Regions from separate parts of the Mus musculus genome. Here all the other regions are linked to region 3. A link is a contact called in public Micro-C and targeted proximity ligation data. All regions are on one chromosome and are shown on one strand. The core of a region is the stretch at or near the end of the contact, and the rest is flanking DNA. Distances in the headings are between cores, read along the strand shown.

The links. Hi-C and Micro-C count contacts between places; a contact is called where the count stands out from the background.
Region 1: a targeted proximity ligation map of pancreatic cancer cells shows a contact between it and region 3. A contact is called at or near these places in 3 of 39 promoter capture datasets (cranial neural crest, hippocampal neurons and liver) and 2 of 130 datasets of targeted methods (embryonic stem cells and pancreatic cancer cells).
Region 2: a targeted proximity ligation map of stem cell-derived neural progenitor cells shows a contact between it and region 3, with 5 times the contacts expected there. A contact is called at or near these places in 1 of 39 promoter capture datasets (liver), 4 of 130 datasets of targeted methods (embryonic forebrain, large pre-B cells, neural progenitor cells and 1 more) and 2 of 9 other capture datasets (embryonic stem cells and liver).
Region 4: a targeted proximity ligation map of forebrain shows a contact between it and region 3, with 18 times the contacts expected there. A contact is called at or near these places in 12 of 39 promoter capture datasets (the 3T3-L1 cell line, 3T3-L1-derived adipocytes, the C10 cell line and 8 more), 3 of 484 Hi-C or Micro-C datasets (cortical neurons, embryonic fibroblasts and uterus), 3 of 130 datasets of targeted methods (embryonic forebrain, embryonic stem cells and forebrain) and 1 of 9 other capture datasets (macrophages).
Region 5: a contact with region 3 is called in a Micro-C map of embryonic stem cells, with 11 times the contacts expected there. A contact is called at or near these places in 10 of 39 promoter capture datasets (the 3T3-L1 cell line, 3T3-L1-derived adipocytes, the C10 cell line and 5 more), 4 of 484 Hi-C or Micro-C datasets (LSK cells and embryonic stem cells), 3 of 130 datasets of targeted methods (astrocytes, extraembryonic endoderm stem cells and large pre-B cells) and 2 of 9 other capture datasets (adipose tissue and liver).

Annotation. Positions count from the first base shown.
Region 1 is chr15:68,163,232-68,167,725 of GRCm38.p6, reverse strand. It overlaps Zfat (zinc finger and AT hook domain containing), which reads left to right. Exons shown (of 16, transcript NM_001145888.1): 10 at 1,800-1,973. Among named protein-coding and RNA genes, the nearest start is that of Zfat, 93 kb to the left of the region's middle.
Region 2 is chr15:68,068,499-68,073,347 of GRCm38.p6, reverse strand. No RefSeq gene overlaps it. Among named protein-coding and RNA genes, the nearest start is that of Zfat, 190 kb to the left of the region's middle.
Region 3 is chr15:66,966,752-66,971,290 of GRCm38.p6, reverse strand. It overlaps Ndrg1 (N-myc downstream regulated gene 1), which reads left to right and starts at 1,650. Exons shown (of 16, transcript NM_008681.2): 1 at 1,650-1,787. Gm2895 (a long non-coding RNA gene) reads right to left here and starts at 1,643. Exons shown (of 3, transcript XR_875396.3): 1 at 185-1,643.
Region 4 is chr15:68,228,135-68,232,918 of GRCm38.p6, reverse strand. The region is part of intron 1 of Zfat (zinc finger and AT hook domain containing); the gene reads left to right. Among named protein-coding and RNA genes, the nearest start is that of Zfat, 28 kb to the left of the region's middle.
Region 5 is chr15:68,359,761-68,364,255 of GRCm38.p6, reverse strand. No RefSeq gene overlaps it. Among named protein-coding and RNA genes, the nearest start is that of Mir30d, 21 kb to the right of the region's middle.

The sequences.
Region 1 (4,494 bases), core at 261-2,760, 1.2 Mb before region 3:
GTGAGGAACACGAGGCACAGAACGCTATGAAATGCTCGTGTTGTACAGCCAAAAAGTAGTGGGAACTGGGATTTGGACCCATGCTACATGATTCTAAAGCCCTGTTCTTTACATCTTTACTGACTCGCACTAAGAGAAAGCGATACCTCCCATGTGGAGGCAAGAAAGGAGGAGTTGACAGTGGTGACGAGATGAATACCTATATGTCATTTTCTGAGGGCACTGAAGGAAGTCATTGCTAGGAGTTTTCTCAGTAGAGAAGGAGGCAGAAGCCTTTGTGTGGAGATTGGTTTAGGATGGTGCTCAGGGGAGTCGTCTGGGAGTGGTCAGAGACAGACCACGAACCTGACGCTGATGCAAATCCAGGGAGATGGCAGCCTGAGGATTATAAATCTGTTCCCCTGGGGGATAATGCTTGCATGGCAGACAGAGGTCTGGAGTGGGAGAGCGTGGTTCAGTCTTTCCTTTCTTTGTATGTGACGCAGGATGGGACAAATATTCCATCTTCTGGTCACTTTTCCATGAAACACAATTATAAACTGCCTTGAGATTTGCTGCAGGCATCAGTGAGATGGTCTCCTACATTCCTCAGAAGAAGACCCTGTGTATGTCCAGGCTTAATGTATAGCCAACACTATGCATTCAAGGACACGGGGTGTCAGTATTCCATACCAGGCTTAATGTATAGCCAACACTATGCATTCACAGGACACGGGTGTCAGTATTCCACATTGAACTTCTGGAAGAAATCTCTCAATTTGAAAACCTTCTGAATTCTGAGAAAGGTTTAGGAAACGAAAGGCTGCAGTTTTAGGATGGAGTGTTCATGGCCTGCTCTTTTTCACTTGTCTATGAATTTCTTTATAATGATGGAACTGTAAAGGATAAAGAAAAGCCTACTTACCCACATTACATTATTCGCGAGTCTTTGGAGCTAATCACTGCAATTGCACTGTAAGTATTCTTTCTCCCAGCTCACTCCCAAAATAAAACATGGAAAAAGAGCAGCAGTAGGCAAATGCAAAAGATAAGCATGAAGACTAACAAGAAGGGGCAACATAAGATAAGTCTGGGGACTCTCCATAGTCATAGGTGTTGATCACACGTGAGGAACTTCATTCACACGGTGGGCAGGTGCTCAGAGAGTCTAACAGTTCAAAGAGGTCAAGAAATGCATTTGAGATGAACCACGACAGCAGTTCTCACACTGGCTGGGTGGGGGAAAGCAATACAAGTGGAGTAGGCACAATAGCTTGGGAATAGTTACATGTGAGTCATGCAGAATGTCCAGTGTTTTGTGCTTCTGTTTATGTTATGAATGGGAATATTCTTCCAGACTTGACCTGAGTGCCTGATCCTATTGATTTTTGCAAAGAATGACGTGGCCTATAATTTTATTTAGTTTAACTCAGTTGAGTTGGATTTAATGACTGCTTTGTAAGTTGGGCAGGGTGTCTGTCTTCAGGGAGTTACCAGACTGTAGGGAGAGCAGAGGTGATCAAATCACTGTGGTATGCAAGAGCATTTTGGCAGGAGGGAGCTGTAGGATTACAGAATGCTGATAGGCAGCTAGAACTGTCCTGAAGCCGAGGCTTGGGAACCCTGACTTCTGCGGTATTTCTGTAAGGCGGAACAAGATGAGGTCGGCCAGACATGAGGTGTGCGGACACGTTGGGAGTAAGCAAGTATACTGCTCTGTTCAGTTGGATGTTTTATATGGTGTGAACTGTTCTTTGGGATCCCCACCCATGTTTGCACAGACACGTGTAAATGTACAGCTATCCATTTCTCGTTGGTAGGTGTGAAGCCCTTCAAGTGTTCTCTGTGTGAATATGCAACTCGTAGCAAGAGCAACCTCAAAGCTCATATGAATCGTCACAGCACTGAGAAGACCCACCTCTGTGACATGTGTGGCAAGAAATTCAAATCCAAAGGGACACTGAAAAGTCATAAGCTCCTTCACACGTCTGATGGTGAGTTCCCAAGCTCCAGTGGCCTGTAAGTGCAAGGCTGGAAGCTGGCATGCCAAGGCCAGCAGAGACTGTCCGATCCCGGGTAACAGGAAAACACTAGACTTCACAGGATGTACAATCTGAAAGTGCACGTGGTCCTAGCCTGTCTTTCTTCTCACCAGGGCTAAGCACTGTCTCCCTTCAACATGCTCTGCATAAACCCCTGTGGGATACGTGAGCATGTGTCATAAGCAGGGAGAGGTAGACTGCTGGAGGAAGTAAGATGTTAATGTTTGGTTCTGGAAGTTTCTGTCCTCTTTAGCCTTCCATCTCACCTTGAGCCTGATTGTAAGGATAGCTGTGCTGGCACCTGGCCTGATGTTTTTAACATCAAAGCTACCTCAGGGTTTTTACTGATAGGGCTTAGCCTGAAATGTAATCAGTATGAATTCCTGTGGTTGTGAGCTGTGAAGGTGGGTTCTGGGCGCAACAAGGCCATAAGGATCAGTTCCTGTTTCTAGGTGGGATAACAAAGAGCAGGTATGTATTTGAAGGTAAGTGTCTGATTATGGAGAGCTCAGAAGCCTAAGGGTCAAGGCTCAGGCACAGAGCGTTCATAACACTTTCTGATATGGGCTTCACAGAGGAAAGACATTGAGAAACACAGGTAGCCAAACCATACTAGAAAAAGTTTTGATTTAATTAGAAACCTCAGTTGGTGGGAGGTACTTGTGACTGCTCCATGTTACAAGGTTAATAAAATTTCTTAATATATGGTTCTTGCAGCGTAATTAGACATAAGAATTAGGGCTTAGTGAACAGATTAATGTAAGTTCCATGCTGATTCCAATTCTGGAGCTTAGGAGATGATGTGTCTATCATATCTGGCCTCTGTTGGGTATCTGTCCTGGGAGTCAGCCCTGCTGGGTGTGTGCTAGCTGCTTCCTTGGCAAGAGTCAGACTGAGCTTGCGGCCCTTAGTGGGAAAGGCTGAATTCTTGGTTATGATTCCTCGGAACTACAGTCAGGGACTTGGGGGGTGTTGAACCAAGGCCACAGCCATGGCTATTGATCAGTACTTTCTTTAAAAAGAAAAACGCCATAATCAAGATGAAACCCATGCAGGGTTGGGTGTGCTCAGTGGTAGAGTACTTGCCTTGCCTGGATGAGACTTTAGGTTCAATCACTAAGCAGACAAAGAGATAAACTAAGTAATATAGGCCATCACCTAGGGATAACGAAAGCTTTTGTGTCGTGTAACTAGTTAGGACGGCTTCACTTTCTCAGACAGTGGCCTTGCTGATCTTGCATTCCCTGAGTCTTTTTGCAGGAGCTGTGTTCCTGCATGTATGTGGTAGCCTGTTTCTCCCTAAAGTCTGTACTCGTGAATGCCATCAAGCCCCAAAGCCACGGTCGTCTCAGTGTCTCCTGAGTTGTGGTAACATCATTCAAGGAGACTTTGAAAGGGTACAGTGATCTGAAGTTTGACTCTGAAGTCTGGGTCAAGGCCATGGAAAGCCATCTACTCAGACAGACCCTGGATAGCACCTTTGCACATGGAGGGACGGGATCATTAAGAGTGGTGTGGTTAAAAAGAGGAATATGGCCTTCCTGCAAGGGAATAGCCTGGCAAATATGGTGGAGTCTTTCCCAGCAAAGCTATTGAAATTCGTAGTTTCTCTTTATTTATTTTTCCCAGCATTTTGGGAAACATTGTTATTCTGAAAACTGTAGAGACAAGGCCTTAACATTTTCCTGGTCTCTTAGATGTGGTGCACAGTGATTCTCAGCAACTTCGAGGAGGATCAGCTGTGTGTGGAATGTGATGTGCCTGAGGCTTGGTTCTGTGCCCTCAGGCCTCTGTGCCTGTCTCCTGTGTTTCCCTTTGACCCGTGCCTTGCACCCCTGTTTTTGAGGGCTGGCTGCTAAGCAGGTGCTCTCAGCTTGCCCAGCGAACCTAGCTCCAGTGACTATCTGCTGCAGCTCTCGTCAGCCCCATGCTCTTAAATCCCTTTTTATTTTATTTAAAGAGCTTTGAATTTCTCCCCCGGATGCCATATATAAGATACAGACTTTGAAAAGATTTTATTTCCCTCACTGATTTTTGCAATGCTCCTGTTGTATCTCATTGGTTTCATAGAGCTCTGTGGACCTCAGTGCATTGCAGGGTTCTATAAATATCCCCCCAGGTTATCATTTGCTTTTATACCTTATGGTCTCTCTTTATAGACAGAAGTTAAAGAGCTTTGCTCATTTACATTTATCAATATTTTCCTTTATGTGTTTACCCCCTCTGAGTTCTCTGTGGGAAAAAGAAACCTCTCTTGTTTCAGAACGAACTCTTTTGCCATAAGTTTTATTTATAGTTTTGTAACATTTATGAAATTTCAGGTTCCTATGATTTGCTTTAGTGTCTGCAGCATGGTAGGAATCTTCATTTTCACACAGCTGTCTACTGACTCGGCGTATTTATGGAGAAATCATCCTTTCCTTCTACGCTTGCTGGGCCAGAATTCCCCACAATGCTGGCGTTCATTCTGAGA
Region 2 (4,849 bases), core at 753-3,252, 1.1 Mb before region 3:
GTGAGTTTATTTTCAATGTGTTTAAGTATAAACAGTCCCTGAGTCGGTTTACTTATCCATATGACGTTTTTTTTGAGTCACTTCTGCTCAAGATTCAACCCGGAGAAGGAAGAAGGAACAAACCAGAAGAGGAGGAGGAGAGGAACTGAGGGTTCTGCTGGAGAAGTTGAGGCTGCAGGCCGATTGTGGACAGGCCCTCCTACACAAGGCCAAGAGGAGATTAGAATTATTATTTTTTATGTGGGAAAGGAAGTGGTTAGGGGTTGAGCAGCCCTGCCATGGGTGTTCCTTCACTACTGCCAAGGCTCTGGAGCTGTGACCCCAGCCACTGAAGTGATTTGACATGGCTTTGTGTCCTGGCTGGGAAAGAAAATGTCAGTGCTGCTCACAAAGTCAAGGTGGGACCCTGTAGAGTGTCGTGCTTCAGGGCTGGCTGAGAGCTGCCCACAGCAAGCTCGGACAGAAAGGTTTAATATCCCTTTCCTCTTCACACTCTTCTTCAGGAAGAGTGAAATAGCATCTCATCTATGCCCAAGCTTGTCACCATCACAGGACCAAGCATTCTCCTTACTTCTTCAGTGGGAATGAGCCACAGGTGGTAAGCTGGGGTCCTAGGCTTCCAGAATATAAGAGGTGAATGTACCTCTGTCCAAGGGACAGTCCGTGGTCTCCAGCACTCCAGCCCTTCCCCAACCCTGCAGTACATCTTCACAGCTGCCAGCCAGGCCCAAGGCCAACATTCCCTTGCTATTTCCTTAGCTGGCAGGCTTTCCTGTTTTTGCCTTGTCCTTTGTGCGGACAATGGGGCCCGTGAAAGCCCAACTAGGTCAGATGGCTTCTCTACTCACCATTGTCCCATGGCTCCCCCTTCCTGAGGAGCACAGAATCCTGAAGTTGTCTTGTTCCTAGGGATGCTCTTTGACCACAGCTATCCCTGATTATCCTGTAGCAAAACGGCAATGCTGCCCACCCACCTCTGACTCTATCTCCATCAGCCTTCATCTCTGCCTTTATTTTTCACCTGTCTCTCTATAGCATGACTGGCCCCTGACCAGAATGTGTGGACCAAGAAGGTTCTGCTTTGCTCACTACTCAGCTGCATAGCAGCACAGCACCTAGAATACTGTTTCACATGTATCTGTTAGGTACATGGAGAAGAGATGAAGGCACTAACGTAATGTATGAGACCTGGTCTGATATGTGATGTCCACTGTATTCCCTGACTCCTCAAGACTTCATCAATAGCTCACCTGTCTTTCTACCCCATAGCCTGAGCTTTATAAGTTGTGTGCTACTCTGAGTTTTAAGTCCTGCCATGGAATGATCACAGAGAAAGAGAGGCTGCCCTTTGGCTGCATCACTGGACACTGGAGCCACAGACCAGGTCTCTGCAGTCTTCCCCATGGGGACCACATAACCACCACCATTCCAGAGTGCCCGTTTCAATTTGAGAAGAACACAACAGCGGCAGGGTATATGTCGTGTACCTCTTTTCAGCCAAAGGATGGGAAGTCTGCCCAGAGTTTACTGGGACAAATAGTCCTCAGAATGGGGATTGGAAAAATGGAATAATATGCATCCATTGTCCTCACCACACACTGCACTTCAGAGTGCACAGGCTTTGCTGAAAGCTAGCTTACGGAGAAGACAAGATTGCTGTGTGCAGTGCAGGAGGTAATCTCTCTGTATCCCAGGGGATGACTCCATCTGTCCTTCCTCCCCCGCGGCAGGGCCAGCCTGCGGAGACAATGGGAGGGAGGATAAATGGCCACATTGTAACTTATTTGATTTTGGATGGGTGGAAGGAAAGGCTTGATGTAGGGTGTCAGTGTCTGACATGAGCATGTCAGGCGCTGTGTGATGAGATAGGCAGGCACTTTTGGTTCCAGGCAGAGAGAAGGACAGGCGGGCACCCCTCCAAGGGGGTCACAGTAGGGACCAAGTGCTGGAAGCAGGGAGTGTGGGAGGATGCTGAACGGGGTCATTTAGTCACAACATGAATATTAATGAATGGCTATGAAACACACATGGAGCCCAGCCATGGAGTTCAGCACCATTCAGCTCCTGACTCTTCTTTGCACTGTGATAATAAAAGCTCCATTCGGCTGAGGATGGGGAGAACACCAAGATGACTCGCATTTCCTCTTAATCATCTCCAGGGATAAAACATGAACTGCCCATGTTGTGTTCTTAGCTGCCAGAGGCACTCCAATGGGATGGGATAGCTTCCTTTCCAGTGGCATCATTTTTTTTTTTTGGTCTATGTCTCTTATGTCCAGTTATTCTCAATGCCTGAAGGACAATCTTTGCCCTTTTGCTCTGGTGTGCCTTACTCTTGCAGGTCCCTGGTACGTGAAGCTGCTTGGCATTAAAATTTTCCAGAGCTGGTGATATAGCCTTTACTCTCACTCTTTCTGTGCAAGGAATAATATTCACAACTCCGATCTCTTGATATAATGTGTTGTTGGTAAAATGGAAGGGAAAGAGAGAACAGGATGCCTTTTGTTTATTTCAAACACCCCCCACCCAGCCAAATCAACACAAAATGGAAGGAATAGTCTGTTCTGCTGATAAACATTATTGTAACTTCTCATGAGTATATAGGGACATCCTTGTGGATGGATAATCAGAAACTGAAGTTCCCATTTAAGGTTGGGTCTCATACATACCTGCCTTTCTTTCTTTGTCTTCAGTACATTGATACCTTCCTGATGCTCCAGTTCCCAGGCGGTTTAGCTTCTCTGACCTCCAGGTTCTCTCCACTTACAGCTCCATTTTCTTTATCTCTTCTTTTCAGAACCCCACCTTTATTGATAAAACTTTGCTGGATCAAATGGCTCCCCACCTAATAGAGCTTACCTTCCTAACAGGGGTGCTCCTTTCTCAGCTGCAGAGACTCTGTACCCAGAGGGAACCAAGTCTTAGACTCTGCGGGAGCTTAGCCCTAATTCTTACTTCGTGGCTTTTTTAGTGGAATCCAGGAGAGCACTTAGCTACTGAGATATCATCAGAGGCAGACAAATGAAACTAGAATTAGATATATTAGGGAGTGTGCCCATGATGACTTCTAAGCTCTCTACCCCATACCATACTTGTGTGAATGGCTTTGGGGTTCTGAGGTTGTCAGTTAACAGATTATCCTGCTTCTTGTGGCTCAGATTTATCTCTTTACAGTTTATTCTGCCCCTTCAATGTAGCACCTGTGATATTCAGACTTCTCTCCTTCTGCACTCCTTTCTCAGCAGCCTCCAGTGTGTGTCTTTATGACCAGTGATGGCGAGGCAGGTGGGGACCTGTGTAGAGTGCTGATAGCAGATACCTGTCCTAGTTTGATGAGGTTAGTGATATGGTTCAAGGCACTGAGCTCCTCTTGGAGAGGTAACTGTTGTGGATTGCCCTGGTGCAATTTGTATTTTATGCTAATTCTACTTCCTTAAGAGGGACTGCCCCATAAGGAGGGGACCACATACTCGGGTGATTTTATGTGAACCTTCTCCCCATTTAAACTGGTCCAATAAAGGCTAGAGCCTGTGGTTGGGCAGTGGAAGGGAAAGGTAAGGCTGGAGGTTTAAGAGAGGCAAGAGAGGAATGGAGAAGGGGAGATGAGGAGACAGAAGAGATGGAGGAAGAGGAGGTAGAAGAAAAATGGAGCAGAACCACGTGGTCTGGAGGAGCCACAAGTAGCCAGGGAGCTCATAGCTGGGGAATAAAGTAGTATAGTGGTGTATCTGCCCAATCTAGGCATGATGTTTATGAATATAGCTGAGTTGTGTGTTCTTTGCATGGGCTTATTGGAGTTGGAGATTTACCACAACAGGTGACCACTTGTCTCCTTGTTCTGAGCCTTTCCCATGACTCTTTAGATTTTTTCCAGTTCCCGTTATGAACCATGGCATTCATGGGGATGAGGAAGAGGACTCTGTTCTCTGACTCCTGCCTAGCTCCACATACACTCTGACATTCTTCCATAACTGCTGACCAGAGGGATGGGCTTCCCTGTGCCTCTTCCTCTACACTATACATTTCTTTTGGTCAGATTCTTTTCCCAGGATGCATGGAGAGCAGTCACATTTCCTAGGATCTGAGAACACAGGACTGAGTCCCAGGTGCTGTAACTACAGTGTAGCAAGAACATGAGTTCTGTAGCTGGCTACCCTGGGCTCAGGAAGTAACCTTCCACTCACCCATCCCTGGAAGGTCTCTGAAATGTCCCTTCCTTTCAGGCATATGGTCTTGACCATTGCATACTGGTTTGCTGCTCATGTCCACTCCTGTGAGCTTCCAGAAAATTTCAAGGTGGTTGTAAACATGAAGTGTCCATTAAAGGAAGACCTGAAGAAATTCACTTTTTGAGCTAGAAAATCCAAGTGAAAGAATGACAGGCCAGAGAATTGAGAATAAAGACCATTATAAGTGGCAAGTATTTTAAAAAGTTGGGGACTGGATAAATGCACAGTGGGTAAGAGCACTAGCTGCTCTTCCAAAGGACTCATTTTTCATCCCTAGCACCAAAGTGATGGTTCACAGCTGTCTGTAAATCTGTCCCAGATTTAACACCCTTTTCCAGCCTCTGAGGACACCAGACATGTGTAGAACCCACATTTTTATTTATATGAATAAATGGAGGCAGAACATTTATTCATATAAATAAAAATAAATCTTTTTTAAAAATTAAAAAAAAAAGTGTGCTGTATGTGCCAAAAGCCTGGTACAACATGAAAACTTGAAGTAACTTAGCATTGTTAGTTTGGGATCATATTTTCTTTTCTGAAATTGGACAAAGGGATCTGGCCTCATCGGTGATTGTGACATACAATTGGGCTGATGGAATTGACTGGAAGATTATGAA
Region 3 (4,539 bases), core at 401-2,900:
TTGGGAAAGTTGGCAATTCTGACACACTCTTTGACAAGCAGTAAACCATAGGTACTCAATAAATGTTTGTTGGAAGACAAAACAGGGGAGATTCTGGGAAAAATGGTTATTAATGGGGTAACAGACTGCTTAGTCTGTGTTGTTAAGCAAAAACAGGATGACTCGCAAACATGCCAGTACTCACTCTCATGGTCCTTGGGTCCAGAAGTTCTTGAACATAGTAGGTGCTCAGGACAACTATAGATCTGGTAAGCTCAGCTTAGCGATCTTGTATGGATGTCTTGGGAAACAGAAATCTTGGGGCTCCATTTTGCTATGTCCCCCAAAGAAAGAGCTTTCCTTTTTTCTTCTTACTTCCTTCTTCTCCAGCTCCTTAGCACAGAGCAGGCTCTTAAAGCGGCTCCCTAGATATCCATAGACCAAGAGAATGAGGGTCAGGTTATCTAGAGGAGGGGGGAGGGGAAGGCCACTTGAGTCATAAGGGTTGAGCAGGTGGCGTTGAAACAATGACTGGACTGGGCCTTAGGTGTGACTCAATCTCTCTATAACATGATGTTTTCTTGGTGCTGGGTGCTGAGATTCTCAACGTGGTTTCACATCTGAGCCAATCCGGGCAATGTTTATTTATTTAGTGGGGATGGGGAGCGAGGGGTCTGAGGAAAATGTATGGCACTGTGTTCTTCCTTTCCACTTTGTGGTTTCCGGGCATGGAATTTAGGTCCCCAGGGTTTTGCAGGCCACATGTCTTTACCAGGTGTGCCATCTTGCTGCACCCTTTGAGGAGTTTTTTTTCAAAGCCCCAGTGTTGGGGCACACTCTCAGATTCTAACTAAGCTGCTCTGGGGTGTAACCAGGGTATCCACCTGCTTAAGAAAAGCTCCCTGGAGAGGCTCAGGTGTAGGTCAGGGCGAGAACCCGGTAACAGGCAAGCAGGCCAAGGTTTTAGAACATCACGACAGAAGGAAGATCCATGATTGGAAAGCAAATTCTATGCACGTTCTGGGGACCACAAACTGCAGTCCGTAGAGTGCTTACAGCTGACACAGCGGGCTGGAGCAGCGGGGAAACAGCAGCTCAGAGTAGGAAGGGAGTTGTGGGGCGCCAAGATCAGCAAGAATAAAGGGAGCTAAGCAATGTGAAAGGAGCCTGGAGATAAAGTCTGCCGTCTAGGCTGTAAATGGGGCTCGGGAGTGACTGCGTGGAGACCCGGAGGAAGTGGGGGGTGCCGCCCAGAAGGGCGTGGCGCGGGCAGAGGCTTAGGAAACTCAAAGGCTATAGGGGGGCAAGCGGTCGCGCAGAGAGACACAAGGGAGTCCTTATGCACACGCGCACGAGCGCGCACGGGCACACCACGCTACCACTCGGTGGGCACACGTTCGCTGCACACGCCGCGGTCCCGAGAGCGGATCACAGGGAGGAGCGGCAGGCAGGGCCGGGCAGTCTCTCCAGTCGCGCCCCTGCAAAGGCTTGCGCAACAGGCGGCGGCTCCAGCCCGCCCCGCCCAGCCCAGGCAGGGTGCAGCACGAGGCGGGCCGGAGAAAGGGGTGTGTCCCCGTCTCCTGCTGCGCTGGGAGCAGAGGGTCTGGGAGGGGCGAGGCCCTGGGGGCGGGGCCCCGGCGCCTATAAAATCGCCCTACGCACGCACGGACATAAACAAACCTTGCCAGGCTACCCTCTCGCGTTGCAGGCAGATTGCTCACCCATCTTCGTCTCCCTCTTCACCTCCCGCGGGGCGCTGCACCTCCAACCTTGTGGTTGGCTCCTTTCCGTGCTTGCTTGCTCATTAGGTAAGCCCTCCGGACGCCTTCTTCCTCCGGAGCAAGACAAGGACCCCCAGCAAAGCTTGCTTTCGGGGTGCTACTGGACACCCCGCCCGTCTTTTGTGGCCCTTGCGAAGACCACAACTGGTGGTCTTCGGTGGAACCGGCGCCGGAGGGATAGCTGGCATCACTGGAGCGGGTTTCGATTACTATAAGGCACAAAAAGACGTGTTGGGTCTCGCTTTCTCTCTAATTGGGGAAGTGGGATTAAGGGGTCGAAGTTGGGGCGGAGAGCCTGGGAATACCTGGGTCGCACTTCCTGGCGTCAACCCTGAGCCACAGCTGACTTCTCTGTCCACTGGGCTCAAGGGGACACTTTGTGTGTGCTCTCGCGTGTGAAGGGGTGTGGATGGGTGATGGGGTGACTAGGAAAAGAGCGACTGTAGCGCGTGTATCCAGGGGATGAGTAAGGGTGAGCAGACTTGGCGGGGAGTGTGGAGAAGGGGGCGAGGGTGTGTCTACTCTGGAGCCTGGTCCCGAACCAGTGTGATCTGAGTCCAGGTTCCCATCCAGTCCAGAGCCCAGTGCTCTCTCCAAGCTGTGCGTGTGAGAGAACGTGTGTGTGCTGGGGGAGAGTCCGGGGTGTGTCCCGGCGCGTGCTGCACGCGCCACTGCGAGTGTCGGCGGCGAGAGGAGCCCAGGCAAGGGTGCGGCCCTCTAGGTAGTACCGGGTTGGCTCTGTAACTGCGCGGGAGTGGTGGTTTGTGCCTCCAGGGTCGCGCGGGCATCTGGCAGCCCCAGAGTTGGCTGGAGCTCTGAGTGTCGTCATTTTCGCCTCCGCCTCCCCCCGCCCCACCTCCCTTTCTTTCTCCCAGGCGGTCCTCCCTGCTGTTTTAGCCCGGAGAGCAGCTGGAACCGCTCGTCCGTTCCCGGGAGACCGGTCGCGGTCTCTGATTCAGCCTGTAGGGTAGATTCGGGAGGGGCGTGAGGAATGCTGCAGGCTCTGGGGAAACATGCTGTCACCACCGCCTCTGTCAAATTAGTAGCTGAAGCTAAGATTTGTGGATGGCTTCCTTACTCTGCCACCTTCCGTCTTCCCTTGTCTGTCGCCTTTGCTGGCAGTCATCACGGATCCCCATGCACTGTCCCTTGGGCTTTAATGTGGGAGGACAGGTCGGGGAGGGAAGTCCAGTGGTCCGTGTCCTAGAACAGCCTTCAGCTCTCCCTCACAGACTTCCTGGGCAGGTCAGCTTATTTGAGTCCTTGAAACTCCTGAAGAAGATGGGAAATTCAGGACAGCCAATGTTCCCCCCCCCCTTACCCCCTTCAGTGATCTCCTACACCACCTAAAGTGAACGGACAGGCGCTAGCTATGGATTTCAAGGCAAATCTTTCAGGTTGCTTCTTACTGTTAGAGATCCTAGCAATTTGTCTATTTCACATGTGTGAAGTGAATGAGAGAAAGCTAGGTGCAGAGGAAAACCCCCCAAAACCATCTTCATGGGACTTGCCAACTTCTGGACAGTGGCAGGGAGGGGCCACTGTTTTATGGGTGTGGCGCAACCAGCCCCAGGCCAGAAGGGTACCAAGTCGGAGCTGAAAGGTGTGAGGGAGGCTTTACAGGAAGGTCTGGAAAAGCTCCAAGAGGTGAGACTACAGTAGATGCTGTCAGGGAGCTAATCCCACCTGGGCCTTCTTAGCTTGGTGGTGCTTGGTATCTCCGTGGCCAGTACTGGGGAAGGAGGACTTTTTCAGCCATACCAAGGACAGTAGCTTGACCCATAGGAAGAGCTCTGACATTATTAAAAATCATTGGGACAGCTCTGCTTTCTGCCCTGACCCCGGTAGGTACCTGATACAATCCTATGGCTGGAGGAGGTATCGCTTAGTTCCTGGGTCCATTGTAGAGTCTCCTCTCCTCGTAAGCTTTCTCTTGGTGAAAGCAAACCAGAAATTGCTAACTACTGGCTGGGCTATTTCAAAAGGAAATCCCAACTCACACACATCCTTTCCTGTCTTTTGCTACTTTAGAGATGAGAACTGAGATCAGAGATGGAGAGGTCTGTGGCTGAGGTCAGCCAGAGTCTGAACTCCGTTCAGAGTCCCTTCTCAGAAGTCTCTTGGTTAGGACTGAACTTGAGTTTTGCCTGAATGCAACGGAATGAATAGGAACTTACCTTCTTACCAAGTTTTGGGTGAGGCCAGTAGGAGGGAGAGGCAGAGTATATGTTTGCTTTTTATTGTTTGTTTGTTTTGAAAGTGTTTAAATCATGTGTTGAAGTGGAAGCAAAGTCAGTTCAGTGAGAAAGAGACAAGGGTAACAGTCCCTCTACCTGGTGTTTTTTTTTCAGTTAGTTACCTCCCCCCCCCCCCTGCCCAACAGTGCTGGGGTCCCTGGGTGCATTGACCCCTGGTGGCTTGAACTAACCCCAGCAGGGGACAGAAAGAAGGCAGTGTTTTTCTGATGTCCCAAAGCTGCAGTACTTCCCTTATGACCTAGATCCAGAGGAGTCATCTAAGGCGTGCCTCAAAGGTCCTGTACCTTCTGAGGCAAGCCAACGTAATGACTAGCACTGGGGGTGTAGCCATAGCAGAGCGAGTATAGGATAGGAAGAGAGTCTGGGACAGGAGCCACAGAGCATCCAAAGGATCATTTGCTACCTTCCACCTCCACAGGAATGCCGCCTGGGCTGTATCATCTCTATTGAGGTGGATGAGAAAACCAAAAGCTTATGTGAAACTATAAGTGGGAGAACCAGACAGACAGAACCTTTTGAGT
Region 4 (4,784 bases), core at 674-3,173, 1.3 Mb before region 3:
GTTTGAATGTTGGAATCCAGGCTTCCCACTAGGCTGGGTGATCAAGTCTAGGCTCCAGTGGGCTGGGTGGCAGAGTCCAGGGTTCCAATGGGCTTAGTGATGGAGGCCAGACTCTCAACAGGCAGGGTGGTGGAGGCCAGACTCTCACTGGGCTAGATGATGGACTCTTGGCTCTATTCTACCCGTATTGACTCTGGGATAAATTGGTGAAACCCAGGCCCACACCGACTCTGCCAACATTGGGTTGGACAGTGAGGTGTAGTACCTCTGTTGCTCTGTTAAGGTTGCCCAGAGCCAGGAGGTCTGATGGGTCTCAGTGCTTCTCCCGTGTGGCCTTCTGTAGCACTTTAGTCAAGAGCTGGCATGAGCATTATGGCTGGACACTTGTGAGAGTCCTGATTCCCTCTTAACTTTTGAATGTAGGATGGAGCCAGGGCCAATGTTTACTGAAGTGTTTGGTCGTGGTGGGGCGTAGAGTGCCTCTTTTGCTTGGTAGTTCCTGCTTGTCTTTTGGTTTTTGCTGGAGTTTCCAGATCTGTGGCCTCTTGGGTTTCTGACAGGAGGCAGGATGAAACCCAAAGCATACACTGCCGTGCTGTTTTCTAGGTCTCATGGTTGTAAACTGGCCTGTCTCAAGTTTGAGTTTCCCTGTGTTTGTCTGATCTGTAAGCTCGGAGCTTTCAGCTGGCGTTAGTGAGAAGAATGGATTCATGTACTCCGTTTTTCTGGGTCCTTTTGCCACAGGGTTTGGAATGGCAGCTGTGCATTGGTCTGCCTTTGGCTGAGGGTGTATGTCTGTGCAGGATACCTTGGCCTGGCTGCTGCCCATATTCTGACACCAGCCTCTGTATCTCCTCACTGGGCTATGGGCCACTCACCTGCCATGTCTTGTCTGGCCTCTAGCTAGCCTTAAGTCTTTTTCATTTCAGTCAATTTCATGTGGATGGAATCAATTTCAGGAGAGTTAGTTCGGAGTCTGGAGTGTTGAAAAGTTCGCCAGCAGTGGTCTCCCTCTCGCCATGGTCTGCGTTCTCAGAGTCTGGCCTCCTTAGGCCGACAGGCTGTAGATGACGGGCATGTCAGTCTTGCACCATCCTCAGGAGAGGGTAAGATGTAGGAATTAGTCGTGTGCTGTGTGTTGCCCCAGGCACATGTGTCTGTCTGCCTCTTTCCTGAGAGTCCTGACAGCCAGAGGGAGTCCCGGAATCCTGACAGCCAGGCCTGAGGAGCTTCACAAGATAGTGTAGACAGGCACATGTCCCTAAGGATATTCCTGTAAGAAAGAATATTATAAGAGTTCACCCAGGGCTCCTGACCACACCACTCATGTCGGTGACACCCCTTGTCTCTTCTTCTCTTCCCCATACTGTGTCTGGATTTGGAAAGAGCATGGGAGCCCCTGAAAGGATGGAAAAGGCCCTTAAGGACACGAGAAGGATCCTCCTTGCTTCTCTGTCTTCCTCTGACTTGATGTGCAGCAGGTCTGAAGATGCGCTGCAGTGTTCAGTGATTCTGTTGCCTCTGATTCCATTTGTCACTGTTTCACAATGGGCATGAACTCACTGTTAGTTCTGTAGTCAATGGCCTCTTCAAGCTAGGCACTGGCGGCGTAAGGGCTGAGATCACAGAGGCCAGAGGCCTGTTTTAATCTAGTTATGCCAAATGGACTTACCAGGAACAACAGCAGAGGGTGTTAGTGTGTCAGGTGCCAGAATATTCTTCATAGGGACTAAATTATCCTTTGAAACCCCAGACTCACAGTCCAGTTCATGGTCACCTTCTGGGAGGGCTGGGGCAGAGCCCTTGTTCATCTTAGCATTCCTAGGGCAGTTTAGGCCAGAGGTCCACGGAGGACCTGGCTGCTCCTTAGCTCAGAATGTAGAATGAGGACTTGCATATACCAGCATCGGAAGGGTTTCCTCTGGAACAGTGCAGAGATAATTCAGGGGAATTGCATGCTCATGCACAGACTGCTTGCAGTGGGTCTCCTTGTGCTGAGCATGTCATTTTTCCTCTGAGGTCTTTTGTTAAGGAGGAGAGCATAGTAATTGGACCCCAAAATGCATCCAAATTATCACATCCTCATCAGAGCTGGCTGACAACATAATTAGGACTATATTTCAGGATATAAGATACACTTTTCATATCTGGCCACTGTAGAAATAGAAGTGGTTCTTCTGTTGTTACTTTAGTGTATTAATAATCCTTAACATTTGGGGGTGTACAGCATAATACAATGCCTCTTTTCAATGCTTTGGCATTTTGCTGTTCATGCATGGCTCTAAAAACATCTTCAAGAAGTGCTCTCTCACCTATGTTGGAGGCCTGTGCTCAAGAGGGTATGCCCGGCGCTTTGTCCTGGGTGTCTAGGGCAGGCAGTTATTGAAGACATAATTTCGTTGTTAGTAACGGAGCAGAGGCCCTCACCTGCCTACCCTCTGCTGCCCACTTCCGATCACAAGCAATGTTCTGCCTGGTGTGTTTCTTCTCTCAGCCCTGCGTATCCCACTTTCATGCCCATCTCTGTTCTTGGCAGACCCCTTTAGTGACCTCTTATATCATGCCAGTTCTCCCCCAACCCCATTGTTTTCTGATTCCTCATGCAGCTCAGGTTCTTGCTGTTTTCTGCTGCAGTAGGTAAACAAATCCCTCCATTTGCAGAGGACTGGTGCGGGGGGTGGGGTGGGGGGTGGGGGGGGTTCTCAGCAAGGCAGGACTTGAGAGAGTTGGGTAGCACATGAGTGAGGGACTGGGGCCTAGCTCTGAGAGTGAAGACATCACTGCTGGAGCTTTCAGCCATACTAATTCCTGTTCTGCTCTGCTCTTTTATTTTTCACTTTTTATTCTTTAAGCTTTTTTACAGTTCAGACTTTATCTCCCTCCGGGTCCGCCCTCCGACTGTTCTATATTCCCCCCCACCCCCCACCCCATCCTCCTCACTTCCGTCTCCAAGAGGATGTCTTCATCCCCCCCACCCCCCCAGACCTCCCCACACCCTGGGGCTCCAAGTCTCTGCTCTTTTAACACCCCAATTTCTGGGAGTTACCATCCCATGTGATGTTTTCTAGGACCTGTCTCTTGGTCTCATTCCCTGCTGAGAAATTTCTGTCCCAGTGGCCTTTTCTGGTCCAGGGTTTTTCATTGAGCCCTGTTTCATGCTTGATCGAACCCACGTTTCTGGGCATGGCTCTGGGTCTCAGGGCTTGTGTTTGTCCTCACTCGGAACTGCAGGCATAGTCTACCGCCCAACAGCTGACCACGCAGTGGGTATAGGGGAAGCTCATGCTAATTCATAGCAGATGGCCGAGTTGGGTGTCACCCTGGGGTACCCAGGCCCTCTCTGGAGCTGTCTTCCAAAGAGTCATCATATTTGTTTAATCTCCACATGATGTTTACTGTGCCTTTGAACTGAGAGAGGTCTTATAACTCTGTGGTCCCCAGACATTCTTCACTGCTAAATGTCACAAGGTTCTCAGACTTCTGAGAACGTCTGGGAAATGATGTTGGAACATTAGACTAGTAGAGGCTGGCTGGGAAGTTACACCATGGCAAACTGTAAGAAACAGTGGCTCTGTGTTGTCTGTGTCATGGTGGATTGAGGGTTCACCTCTCTGCAGGCCTGGGACTAGAGTCATCCTTGTATCCACAGATTGGGTCAGGGCTTGTCAATAGCCTGTTAGTCAGTCATTATATGTTTAAGTATGTGTCAGACATGGCTGGCTTTAGTCCTGTAGATGTCCTGAGTATTTTAGCTGTAACTTGGTAGAGCTCAGCTCGTGGTTTCTAGCCTCACATATCCATGTCAAAACCAGTTATCAAGGTATAATGGTTAATACTGTCCATTGTAAAGGACCTAGGGTCACCTATATCATATCTCTGAAGGATAATCCAGAGTCTGCTAATCTGAGTGGGAAGACCCATTCTAACAATGGGAGACCCCGTTCCATGTGCTAGGGTCCAGACTGAAGAAAAAGGAGAAAGTGAACTAAACAGTTGTCTCTGCTTGCTGACTGGCAGTGTGACCAGCTGAGGACAAATAAAGTCGTTCTTCACTAAATTGCTTTTGTTGGGTGTTTTAACACACCATAGGAGTAACCAATACATAAGGCATCGGGCTTCCGGTCCTACTGCTACTCTAGCCTGTTTTCTCTCTTGTGGGCTGGGGATTATAGCCAGTTTCTGCCTAAACCATGTTGATATGTGCATGATCAGCAAGAATCACGTTGAGAAAACATAGAAAGCATTCTTTCTATGCAGAAAGAAAAGCGTTATTAAAAGGCAACACCTTGCCTGGAAAACATTTCTCGTTCTCTAAGAATTAAACCTTGCTTGGAAAAGATGAAGTATCGGCTGATAGTACTCAGGAGAATGTTTTATTGACAAAGCAGTGTTCTGCTAGGTTAGATTTCTGTTTCACATATTTGGTAGGAACTGATCTCTGAGGCACTTAAGTCCCTTGGTAGTTTGTGGTGAGATCTTTCCTGTGAGTCCAGGGAGGGTCTCCTTCCTGTGACTTCCTGTACCTGGCTGGCTTTGGTCTTTATGCCAGCAGTGCTGTGTGGCTGCTCACCCTGGTGCTCATATTTTCTTTCTTGCTTCAAAGAGAAGTAGAAAAATGGAGCAGGAGGGTGGGGATCAGAGAGGTTTTTATTTTCAGATAAAAGAGACAGGGACATGTTTGCAGGCCCGCGGGAGAGCTCCAGTAGGAAGGAAGGAATGGATGAGCTTCAGAACGAAGCAACAGTGACTGAGCAGTGGTGCTCAGTGGGTGAGAGGGGCGGGCC
Region 5 (4,495 bases), core at 881-3,380, 1.4 Mb before region 3:
AGATTGAGAAGTGATTCCATAGTCACAGGGGAAGATCTTTAACGGGAAAGAGTGTTCCCTGCAAATTTTTATTCTCCTCTTCCTAAAAGGTGGCTTCATAAGCCACAGGACCCTTGAACTTTAAAGGCTATGACAGTAATCCACTGTGATCATTTAATGTCACTCCAGGGAAGGTGGCCGATGCTTTTTTATCCTAACACACACTGCTCTTGAGTTCTAGGCTAGCCTGGTGGTCTACATTATTGAGTTCCAGGACAAAGAGGGCTCCATAGTGAGACTCTGTCTCAGAAAACCACGAGTCCCTTGTACCCACTTGCAAAATTCTTAGGCCATGTACTCCACAATAGCAGCTAGATGTTTAGTGTTTACCACGCACCAGGGAAGTCATTACGCAAGTTCTCTCTTTTAGTACTAACGATCATCTTGTGACAGATTTTCTTAGTATCCCCCCCACCCCTTTTTTCTTTTTTTTTGGCTGGGACATTCAGTTCAGAGTGTTTAACGTGCATGCCCATGATCACACAAGGAGGTGGGAAGAAGTAAACCGTTCTAAGCAGCCACGCGGTCCCAGTTCGACACGCTCTGACCTGTCCCCAATGTCCAGCCTCTTTCTGCTACTCTCTGAACGTCCTCCTTCACCTCGCCCAACTCGGGCTCACACGCCCCCTTTCCCCAGACATGCTCAGTGATGGAGGGAGAGTTTTCGCACTACCTCAGGATATTTTTCACGCAACCTAGCAACCAAGGGCGCCCGCCCCTAGCACCTCCTCTCCATATTGGCCCAATTCCGGGGGACCGCAAGGAGAAGGAGGAGTTTCCTGGACGCCTCGTTACCGCCCAGCGCCCCCCGCGCTGCGGGTGCGTGCGCACGCGCGCTCAGTGAGCACGTGAGCCCCGCCTCTTAACGTGCCGAGGGGGGCGGGTACAGGAAGCGGGAAGAGAGGGGTGGAGGCTGCCGTTGCCATGGCAGTGACGTCAGGCGTCGGGGAACGAACCCGGCCCCTTCCCACTCACACACACGCGCGCGCGCGCGCACACCCAGAGCCATGCACACGCGCGCGCGCACGGCCGCTCTCCTCAGACACACTGGAGGGAAAGGTCAAACTAAAGGCGAACGAACGGAGAGAACGCAGCGAGCGGCCGCCGCGCCGTGCGCCATGACGGACGCGGCCGGGCCGGCTTCCCAGCGGCCGCCGCCCGCGCCCCTCGCCCGCGCGTGCTCGCGACCCCCTCCCCGGCCGCGACGGGCGCGCGACGGGCGCGAGGCGCGCGCGGGCGGGCGGGCGGGAGGTGGACTCAGCCGGGCGGGCGGGCGGGCGGGCGACGGGCGGCGGCCTCTCGTCGCGCGTCTCCGGCCTCGCGCGGTCGGTCGGCGAGAGCGGCCAGGTGAGTGCGACGGGCGCTGGGCGCGTGCGGTGCGGGGCGAGGCGCGGCCTGGGAGGCGCGGCTGACAGGCGCTCGGCCGGCGGGGGGCGGCGCCGCCCCTCGGGCTCGGCAGCGGCTCGGCCCCGCGGCCCTGGGGCAGGTGGGCCCCCGGGCGGCCGCAGCCGGGAGTCGCCGAGGCCACGGGAAGGGCTCGGGACACTTCGGAAACTCCGGCCCGCGGCGAGCTGCCCTCCCGTCCGGGCCGGCGAAGTGCATTTCCCCGCCAAAGTCGCGCGGAGCCAGGACCGGCGCTGGGGGGCTGAGGGCTGAGGGGCCGCAGCTCGGGGCCGGACCGGGTCGCAGACCCACGGACCCCGCCTTTGGGGGACCTGGCACGCCCGCTGGTCGTTGCCATGCCAGTGCCCAGTGTTTGTTGCTTGTGGTTATTTCAGGACGAATGGTTACCAAAAAGTTACTTGGAAGAGAGGGAACTGCTTGAATTGTCATGAGTTCTTTTCCTGTGTGTGCAGGAAATAGGTTAATCTCTCCCTCTCGCACGCCGGCCGACAACTGATTCTTGCCGGTTGCACTTTAAAAAATAAATGCAAACGCTCCGAAATGCGGTAGCGTCTGGGTGAAGTTTCAGGTGTCAGGCTCCACGTTTCACGGGAAGAAACGAGAAGACACCGGAGTACTTGATAGGCTCCGGCACCCCCAGCTTTGGGGCTGGTCCGAGCAGAGTTTAGTTTTGGCTGGCAAGGTTAAGTAATCACGTTGACCCAGTGCCACCCATCAGTGCACAGCTTCCCTCAGAGGAACTCGGGACTCTTCCAACCCAGGTCTTTTCGGACTGTCAGTCGCTAATCCGGACCTTCCTTTCTTCATGGATACATGTTTTGTTTTGTTTTGTTTTTTCTTTCTTTTTAGTTTTAGCAGGATCATAATGCGCGCATGGATCCTGCCTCCTTCTCAGACATTAAAGTGATTTTCCTACATGAACGGCTCTCCAGGAGATGACTTTGAGAATACCAGGCACGCACTCGGACCTGGTGTGCCTTTATTTGGGAGTTTGGAAATTTCCAGTGTAGTGTGTTCAGATTGATAAGAGATGCCTCACCCCCCCCCCCCCAGTAAAAACCAGTCTAAACAGGTGCCAGGTGTATATTAAACTTTAGAAGACTCCCCGGTTTGTGAAAGGTGTAGTGGGTTATAGTGAAGGAACAGCCAGAAGGACACCCTTCTGTAAATTTGATGTAAGTTAGAAGGCTTAGTAAATTCAAGTTTTGATTCTCACCCTGAGCATTTCTGATATATGAGTGCTTTTCCTTTTAATTCTGAATATATGATTGTCACTTTCAAAAAGTTCTCTCAGTGGAGAACCCTCACTCTGAAATTGAGTCCCTGTGGTGTGGCATGAAGCCCAGCCCTGGAGGTTCTCGGAGAAGGAAGGGAAGGTTAGTAGGCCATCTTGTTACTTGTTCCTCAGCAGTCAGTGTTGTACCTCCTCCTAATCTTGCTTCCACTGGCCCTTACAGACAAGGATCTGCATACTATCCTGTAGTTGGGTGATTAGTTGTCACAACCTCCAAACAGTTCCTGTAACATATAAGGAATTTTGTTTGTTTGGTTTTCCTGACTCTTCATAAAGGGAACTAAAGATAGAGGCAGTGGCCCTTATTCAACATAACCCCCTGGTATAGGCTCATTGACCTTGCTGACTTCACAGAAGTCACGTGTTTATGGAACTCAACAGTTCTTGGACCTTTTACTCCAGGTGATGAGGACCCATGGGGAAGAAACTTGAGATAATAATGTCTCCATTTTCCAAAGTCATTTTATTTGAGTGTTTATTGTGAACAATGCCAAAAATAAAGTGACTTTTTTATGAAGTACATTTCTGCTTATACTTTAAAACCACTTAATTATGTTTCAAATTTGCTGGTGTTGCTTGCATATTCTACTATATAAGAACAGTTGGTTAGGGGCTAACAGTTTTCCGAGCTTGCTTGAGGGGAAATAGGAAAACAGTAATGCTGCAGTGAGGTAGAGGGGGAGAGGAAAGCAGCTGTCCTCCACTTTAAGAAATTGGATATTTTAAAGTTTAAGGTTACAAAACAAGTTAAGTAGTTGTTAGTTCAATGAGAATTTTACAGAGCAGGGTACCTTCAAGTCTGCTTAAATAGTACTTAGTAAATGTTGTTTGACTTATGAAATTTGTTTGTTGGACAATTTAGTAAGAGAATTCTGGCATCTCCATGGCTTATGAATGTTTCCTTGAATATGGCTATCACACATTACCTGGGGACAGAGTTGAATTCATTGTCCATATTTTCATGCATCAATTAATGAGTGGAAAGTTTGTCATCTGATTTAAGCTGTACCATTTAAGGAGTCACATTGAAACGTAGTTCAAATTGTTTCACTATTCAGTCAAGTTTTACCATAGATTTGACAAGAATCCCACTCTAGGTAGTTAGTGGTGTCTCAAAATCACCTTGTGGCAAGATTCTCACTAGGAGGTAGTCCTGCAGCAGAGGCCAACAATCGGTTATACCCAGACATGAGTAAAGTCAAAATAGATTTGGTCTAGGTCCACACACAGTAAAAATGTAACCTTGAAATTTCCCCTGGGTGCACTCTCTTCAGAACTAGAAGCTAGATTTTCCTAAGTAATTTTTAAATTTTGAAGAGAACATTTTTCCTTCTTTCTTTCTTTTTTTCATCAGATTGGTGCCTTAAATTGGTTACTAGAATGGCAAAAGTCTGGTGCAATAGCATGGCGACTTTAATTCTGATACTGTTTTGCTTGTTTATGTAAAAAAAAATTAAAACTAATCTGACAAGAATTTGACTTACAAGCCGGGCAATGGTGGCCCACGCCTTTGATCCTAGCACTTGGGAGGCAGAGGCAGGCGGATTTCTGACTTTAAGGCCAGCCTGGTCTACAGAGTGAGTTCTAGGACAGCCAGGGCTACACGGAGAAACCCTGTCTCGAAGGAAAAAAATAAAAGAATTTGACCTACAGATACAGATCAGCTTAGCCTTTATATTGGGAAAAGAAGCAAGAGGAGGAAATAGCCATAAATGTCCCGGGAGAAAACTAATGCAGATCCATTCTTTACACTGCATG